Regions from separate parts of the Sus scrofa genome. Here region 2 is linked to region 1. The links are chromatin contacts, called in public Hi-C maps. All regions are on one chromosome and are shown on one strand. Each heading gives the region's core, a stretch centred on a gene start, on an enhancer-like site or on the middle of the called end of the contact. The rest is flanking DNA. Distances are from core to core; before and after follow the strand shown.

What was found. Hi-C and Micro-C count contacts between places; a contact is called where the count stands out from the background.
Region 2: a Hi-C map of skeletal muscle shows a contact between it and region 1, with 3 times the contacts expected there. The contact joins two enhancer-like sites. A contact is called at or near these places in 6 of 47 Hi-C or Micro-C datasets (embryonic fibroblasts, fetal heart ventricle, heart right ventricle and 2 more) and 1 of 2 datasets of contacts at active chromatin or transcription factors (skeletal muscle).

Annotation. Positions count from the first base shown.
Region 1 is chr1:43,605,734-43,609,605 of Sscrofa11.1, forward strand. No RefSeq gene overlaps it. Among named protein-coding and RNA genes, the nearest start is that of PLN, 150 kb to the left of the region's middle. Within about 2 kb of position 2,473, at least 17 of the 83 cell types and tissues checked have an H3K27ac peak or open chromatin away from gene starts, as enhancers often do.
Region 2 is chr1:43,684,745-43,689,255 of Sscrofa11.1, forward strand. The region is part of intron 6 of SLC35F1 (solute carrier family 35 member F1); the gene reads right to left. Among named protein-coding and RNA genes, the nearest start is that of PLN, 230 kb to the left of the region's middle. Within about 2 kb of position 2,072, at least 3 of the 83 cell types and tissues checked have an H3K27ac peak or open chromatin away from gene starts, as enhancers often do.

The sequences.
Region 1 (3,872 bases), core at 1,223-3,722:
TATAGTGTATAACACAGGGAATATAGCCAATATTTTATAATAACTATAAATATAATAACCTTTAAAAATTGTGAATCAGGTCAAAGAGGCAGCTTAGATCCAACATTGCCGTGGCTGTGGTGTAGGCCTGCAGCTGCACCTCTGATTCAACCCCTAGTCCGGGAACTTTCATATGCCATGGATGGAGCCTTAAAAAAAAGAAAAAAGTCATGAATCACTATGTTGTACACATGTAACTCCTATAATATTGTACCTCAACTATACCTCAACATAAAAAAAAAGAATCCTGATGCCATTGGGTGTCTGAGAGAGACTGAGGTTTCAGCCTTCCTGGAGTCTCACTCAGAACCTTGGGGTCAGTCAATTTCTCCCAGGCTTCTCATCCTTGTCACTCTGATGTGGCCCCCAAAGCAAGCCCCTCTGCTTACCCAGCCTTCGTGCTCTGTCTCTCATTTCGTCCTTCCGTGGCTATCCCCACACCCAGCCCTTTCCACGGCTCCCCTTAACCCGTATGAGTGGACATCAGAGTCCTCTACACCCCCCACCTCTACCCAGAGCAGTTCCCACTGCCTCCATGCTGATGCCTGACCGGCTGAAGGAAGCATCATGAATCTGTCATCTTTTCAAGGGTTATGTGGAGGCTTCTCATCTTTCTTCATCTTCCCCGTTCTGGACTTGGCTGAGCTTGGGCTGAGGATGAAGCGATCAGGAGTGAGAGGAGAGAGAGGAGAGTTGGCATTCCAAGCACTGTTGGTATTCTCTCCTGTAAGGGCCTGTCATGGGCTGTACCATTCCCTCCCCTTCCCTGTCATCCTCAGCTCCTAAAGTCTCAGTCAGGCTTCCACAGTGCTGGGGGGTTTGGTTTCTTGTGTGCATCATATCTTATATCCCACCTTCATCCGGGGAGGCTCCTCTCACAATGTGGGGACACAGCGAAGATGGGGTCCTATAGGCCCTTGACTCCCCCCACTCCCCTTTCCCAACATTCTCACCCACACACACAGCCCCATCAACAAGAAGCCCACTCCTCTAAGAGCTGAAGTCCCCACACTCACACTCCTCCCTGCTCTCACTTCCTCACGCCCACCACGCCTGCTTTGCAACCGCATGGCAATCCTCTGCCTCCTTTTATTTCTCTGTCTATAGAGTCTTTGTTCAGATTTGTTCTTTACTTTTCTACCCTACTTTTCTTATCTTCTCCTGCAACCTACGCCCAAATCCTTATCCAAAAGCCAGGCATCTTTCACCTGAATTTTTTCGGCGTCTTCAGAAGAGCCTTCCCCATGTCTAGCTTTTCCCTTTGGACATTCACTTTAACCCTGAACACTCTATTCTGTGGTGGGAGAACCCAGACATCCTTGTTTCTGTTCTCCCACGTGACCAAGATCTCGCCATTGTAGGGACATCTCCTGTCCAGTCTCATTCCACTTGTCCTGTTTTCCATGAGTCTGACATTTGGCCTTATTCTCCTCACTTTTCACGGAGTTCTAGGGCTATCTGTCCTCTCTGGAACATCTTCATTTCCTGGGTCCAGGGTTACTTTAAAGATTAGTTCCAGATTCTCCTAAAACATGTGATGGCTTGAACACTGAAATTAACATAGGACAAATTGACTTTGGCAATTACAATGTTCAAACAAAGCAATCTTGGAGTTCCCATCGTGGCCCGGTGGTTAACCAATCCGACTAAGCACCATGAGGTTGCTTGTGGGTTCGATCCCTGGCCTCGCTCAGTGGGTTAAGGATCCTGGCGTTGCCAAGAGCTGTGGTGTAGGTCACAGATGTGGCTTGGATCCCATGTTGCTGCAGCTCTGGCGTAGGCCGGTGGCTACAGCTCCGATTAGACCCCTAGCCTGGGAACATCCATGTGCCATGAGTGTGGTCTTAGAAAAGACAAAAAGACAAAAAAAGGGGGGGGGAATCTCCATTTAGTATCCTTGGTGATCCTTATACTAGTTGAGGAAGTGGCACTCTTTCCTTTTTATGGATGAGAAACTGAAGCACAGGGATGTAAAGATACTTCTGTTTGTTTCCATATCTGGTTTAGGAGCAGAAGCTTGGCATTCCAAACACCAAGCACAAGATTCCTGAATCTAAGCCTTGTGCTTCCTCTCATACCTTGTAGGCTTAAAAAATATATCTAAGTGTGCTCCATAGGAAAAAAAGACCAGCAAGGCTTGAATTAAAGTCTAAGGCTTTGTGACCCAGAAAACCCCTTGAGCTTGGCGATAAAAGCCTGGGGACATCATGATTTTCCCTATCCTCGAACCATCCTAAAGTTCAAGCAAGGGCATGGTTATCAAAATACCAGCTCTAATTTTAGATGGGAGGGGGGACAGGCAGAGATGTGAGGTTTAATCAAAAGTGTTTTCATTTAGGGATGTTAATAAGCCAGTTATCAGGCTCCCAGCGGATCTGGCACATCTGACCTCATTATCTGAGAAGCACATGATACAGGATCCCAGGGTCTGGTCACCCGGCAGATGACTCAGAGCCAAGGCTGCTGAAAGCCCGTTGGAAACAGAATTCCAGGACTCAATAGGAGCCAAGAAATCCTTCCACACACTCTTTAAATAGCATGTGATAACTACTTATAGCAAACCAGAACAGCACCTGGGTTTTTTCCTGATCTATTAAGTTTGGGTGCTCAGAGGATGGAACAAATATGCCTTAGCAAGAAAAGGTAACATTTATCCTGTTTTCAGAGGCTTCCTAAAGGTGCATTTTGAAAGCAGAATCTGTCCTATTTTAAGGTTAACCTTGTTACAAAAAGCCCAGGGTGGGAGTAAAAAAGAGTTTAACAACCGGATTGAGTAACTGCGCCGAGGTCTGCACAATGGGATATATGATCACGCCATTATGTCTGACCCCAAAGACCCAGGAGACTCCTGGCCAGAGCTGTGGGATTCAATAGGCACCTGTGGCCAGAGACCTAATCAGTCAGAAGATTCCAGGTGGTGTCAACCACAAATTTGTCACTGACAGGAGATCTAACCACAACCATGCAGGAAAACCTCATTCCCAGCCAATGTGGCCACTTCGAGGGGTTGTCTGGAACCTAAACTAGTCCTAGAAGCGTGGACCCAGACCTGCAAAGTCTTAGGGTCTTCTCCAGCTCCAAGAAGGTTGGGAAACCCAGGGTCAAGCAGAGGACGCTATGAGAAACTGAACTGTCCTCAGGTCAACCTGGTACTTGTTTCTGCATCACGAAAGTCCTAGGGGGTCTGTGGTTCCAGAGGACTCTGGCTCTTGGGAAACTCAGTCTTACGGTGGCTGGGGGCTTAGAGAGGCTGAAAAGGCCCCAGTGGAAGTGGACTCCAGGTCTGGGGGGCCTGGCGTGTTTGTGGCACTGGTGCATCCTCCCTTGGCTCTGGGTGGACTTGCACCCTAGTCATTGAGGCCACCTGGCTGGACCCTTCCCTCACACAGCAGAAAGGGGAACACTCCCAGGAATGCTTTAGCCATCCAAGGTCTCACTGGGAAGTTCTGAAAGATGTTAGAGTGTCCCTGACCGAACGTTGGTAACCGGAGAGGTCTCTGAGCCGTAGGCTTATGTTCTCCTAGGCCTTGACCAGGAAAAACTATTCAATCTGGACGGGAAACAAATTCCTAAAGAGTCCCCCGCCCTCCCCACAAAGGATACCACCTTTATCCATCTGTCGAAGAAAGTGGTTATTAATGAGGGGAATCCATCCTAAGATTAAACCTTCCTCCCGGAAGCTCAAACATACGCATGACACAGGAGTCGCTGCCCCATTTTCTCTGAGGGACAGGCTCCTGCATCAATCTGAGAGCCTGAAATAGCCCCAGGCATGTGCCCTTCCTTATCTGCCTGAGAGCACGGGCCAGGAAACTCCACACAAAGCAGAATGT
Region 2 (4,511 bases), core at 822-3,321, 79 kb after region 1:
GACCTCATTGCTTATCCATTCCAAATGCAATAGTTTGCATCTATTAATCCCAGATTCCCAATCCATCCCACTCCCTCCCCCTTCTTCATTTCTTTTTTATTTGCAACATAGGAACAAAATTGCTTGGTATCATGTATTGCTCACAATGATGAATAACCCCATAGTCCTTAAGATGGATGGGCTTATGTGCCAAGGAGATGTGGACTAAGTCAGAGTACTGACCTGGAATCCTAACCGTGTGACCTTGGGCAGACCGCTTCATTGCTTGGACCCGAGATGACCTGTCATTTTCTCCCAGACTTGAGAATCCTGCTGAGCCCTGTCCCCAACACACAGAGTCCTATTCCACCATTACTTTTCCTAGCATTCTGTGGGCTGTCACAGGGAGGCTCTGCTGGTCTCTAAATAAATAGGTAAATGCCTTGTAGACTATCAAAGAATTAGGTTTTTCAAAACAGATGAAAAGGAAAAAGATGCCCTTAAAATGCTATGTCCCTCATCCTCTAAAATTTTCTTTCTCTCTCTCTAATTATAACTAGATACACAATTCCATAAGTACACAATTTCACTGGGTCTCGATCAGGAGTTTGGCTAAACCTAGAGTTTGGCTTATCATTTCCTAGATGTTGATACAACACAAAGATAGAAAAAAAAAAAAAAGCTCATTTCTTGACCATGAAAGAATAAAGCATAGAATAAGCACAACTAATATAACTCAGTGGATCTTCGGACATTTTAATACAACAAAATATCCAACCTTTCCAAAGGAATCCTTGATTACACATGTCTGATTTGGGCTGTGACAATTACTTCCTCTGAATCCTGAGGATTTGGTAGGTATTGGACACTCAGTCCCATTGACTATGAAGACCAGTGATCCCTCCAAAGAGAAATTTGGTTTTCCCATTTAAGGGTGTGAATCATTATTCTATATGTTTCTGATCTTAAGTTCAAGGAAAGCCATGTCAAGTCTATATAAAAATTTTATTTTGAACATTAAGTAAGCAAACTCAGTACAACAGCCCCCTCTAGTGTGGTGGAAATGCCCTAGGAGGAAAATGGAATAACCACTTTTCTCATTCAGTAATATGTTCGAGTCCTCTTGTGAAGACTCATTGTAGCAAGGTCAGACGGCTTTTGACTCTTCAGCAGAAGTTAATTCCCTGAAAGTGATCAATTTTCCTGTACTTGGGTTTCATGCTACTTATAATTCATTTTCTTTTTAATCAAGTGACTAGAAATGCAGTATCAACCTATGGTTAATATGAGAAAAGACATAAAAATTAATTCAGTTTTTTGAGGGCATCACAAATTTAGATTATAAGTGATTGAGCTAGAGAGTTCCAGACTCCAACCCTCCCATCATCTTACCTAGCACACTGTGGCTTCTCACATGTGAGATCTGATGTTTTACAGTCACTCAATTATTCAATCACGTATTCACTGAGTACCTACTATGCCCTGGGGACTCTGCTATGGGCTAGCAATGCAATGGACAACAGGATAGACCAGAAGCTTAAAGTTAACATTAGTGGTTTGAAAGAAGAAAAGGGTTCCTATGGGGAATGGCAAGTGGCTTGCTTTAGGAAGGGTGACCAGGTAAGGCCTCTTTGTGGAGGCAGCATTTACCTGAAGGTCTAAAAGGAGATTGCCATGGCAGAGTCAGGGGGCAAATATTTTAGGCAGGGAGATCAACAAATGAAAAGACCCTGTGCAGGGATGGGGCCAGGTGAGTTCCAGGAGCTTCCAGAAGCCAGAATATCTAAGCAGCATGAACAGAGTGAGGCGGTGATAAGAGAGGAGATTGGAAAATTAGACAGGATTTGGATTATGTGGGGCCTTGTAAGTCTTGGAAAGAAACAGGTTATCTTATTCTAGTTGTAATGAAAAGCCAATGAGGAGTTTGTAGCAGGTGGCTAATGTCAGATCTACATTCCTAAAAGATGACTTTGGTTACTATGCAGAGAAAGGACTGAGGGAGAAGCATGTGAGGAGCCCAGTGAGGAGTGTGTGGTCTCAGCCCAAGCAAGAGGTGCTGGTGGCTTTGCTCACAGTGGCCGTGCAGATGAAGTGAAGTGGCCACTCTGTGAAGACTCAGCACACCCTGCTGGTCGGTTGGATGTAGGAAGTGAGAAAAGGGATAGCATCAAGCATATCCATGGGCTCAATGGGTTCTGGCTAATTTAGAAACTGGGTGAATTATGGTGTCATTTACTGAGATGGAGAGAACTGAGCAGGAGAACCAGGTTCTCGGGGGAAATAGAAAGATCCATTCTGAACAAATTAAGTTTTAGATGCTTGTACATCATCCAAAAGGATCTGTCCTGTAGGGAATGGATATATAATTGGCAGGCTCGGAGAAGGGGTGTGACTTTACAAGCAAATTGGTGAGCCAAGGAGTGCAGACTTAACATTGTTAAGTGCAAACTTAAACATTCTAAACCTATTCTTAAAAATTGCAAAAATTAAAATAAGGGCATGGGATATAGACACCATTACAGTTAATCGCCCTGCTGGGTCATCCAATGTTTTTGTGTATGAATATCCTGTTTTGTGAGCAAAGCAGCCAGCCAAATGCACACATGATGAAGCTGAGAATGGGAATGCAATATTACTGCAATTTGCTGATTTGCTTTTCCTAGATGGTCACTAGATAGTTGAGGGATGTTAGTGATGCCTCCGAAGACGCAACTTGCTGTCCATGTGGGGTTTTCAAACAGTTTATTAATGTGGGCAAACAAACTAAATTACTTTTTACAACCACATTACAACCACATAAGGGTTAATGGCTGCAATAACTACATTTACAAAGTATATGTATAACCATTTTTTCTGGCCACGCTTGTGGCATGAGGAAATTCCTGGGCCAGGGACTGAACTCATGCCACAGTAGGGACAACGCCAGATTGTTAACTCCTAGGCCACGAGGGAACTCCAACCATGTCTTATTTGAAATGTTTTCTCTCTCATTAAAGACAGAATTTGGTAGCTCTGTACCAAAGAGATTTAAGCTAAAGAAATTGGAAAGAATATTGTCAGCTAATGTTGACGGAGCACTTGCTATGTGTCATGTACTTTATAGACATTAATTAATCTCCATGACAGAATAACACCATTGCTATTGTTATCTTCTTTACACATGTGAGGAAATAGGCTTATAGACTGTATCAGTAGCTACTCCCCTCCCCCCCCAAAAAAAAACCAGTCCACACCAGGATCAATAGAGAAAATATAATATGGAGCACAGGTTACAAAGGGGCTTGAGTGGATAATGAGGAAACAGGGTGAGGTAATCCAGGCATTAGCAAGAGCAGTAAATTATTCACCCTGCTGGAGCCAAAGCGATCCAGGGAGGAGGTCATGTTACCAGAGGTCGTAAGTCAGGGAGGCCCAGCAGAGGTATAATCTCAAGAGGACACTGAACCATTTCTAGAGGCCTGACCTGAAACAAGGAGACGCAACCTGGTTTCTTTCTTCCTCCCACCCTCCAATCTCCTTCTGCTGCCTCCCATTGGCCAAACTTAGCTGGAAGCCAGTTAACAAGGCTGTACCGAAAGTACCATTTGCATGGCTCAGCCTCTGTAATGCAGAGCAGAATAAGGGTAAGAAACATATCTGTGAGTGACAGGCAAAAGGCCAGCATGCAGAGGTCGAGTAGCATGCCCTCAGGTCACTCAGGCTGCCTGATTTTAAATTCTGAGCACATACCACTAAGCCATGTTGTCTATTTTGAAGAGAAGTAAGGCTTGAGTGGAGCATCCTATTTCACTGCAATGAACAACTCATTTTATATATGATATATACACAATACATCATATATACACGATATACAACATGCTATATATATTTACATATGATAGATACGGCATCTATACATGTGTATAGTTTGCCTGTGTACACTGCATGTTTTCTCTCACCACTTTCTTTGCGATCCCACTAGTGTTCTGTCTTTCACCTTCCTTTGACTAGACTTGATTTTTAAAATATTATCATTATTATTATTATTATTATTTTTGATTTTGGGGGCCATATCCACAGCATATGGAGGTTCCCAGGCTAGGAGTCGAATCAGAGCTACAGCTGCCAGCCTACACCACAGCCACGGCAATGCCAGATCCAAGCTGTATTTTCGACCTATACCACAGCTCAGGGCAATGCCAGATCCTTAACCCACTGTGCTAGGCCAGAGATTGAACCTGCATTCTCACGGATACTAGTTGGGTTTGTTAACTGCTAAGCCACGAAGGGAACTCCCTAAAATATTATCTTTCATTCTTAAAAATAGAGGTTAGGTAGGATGGTTTCTCAGGACAAACACATTAGGTTGGGGAAGTTGCTCCAAGAGGGCAAATTAGTCCCACCACAGGCAGCCGTGAGCCCAGAGAAGTGGCCTGGATGCTCTAGGCCTCCAGCTCAACATGGGAAAGAAAGAAACCATGTATTCTTAATGATCTTTAAGCTCCTTTTTGCTCTGTGATCCCAGAGAAAGGTCAAATCTCTTGTTTTGGCCT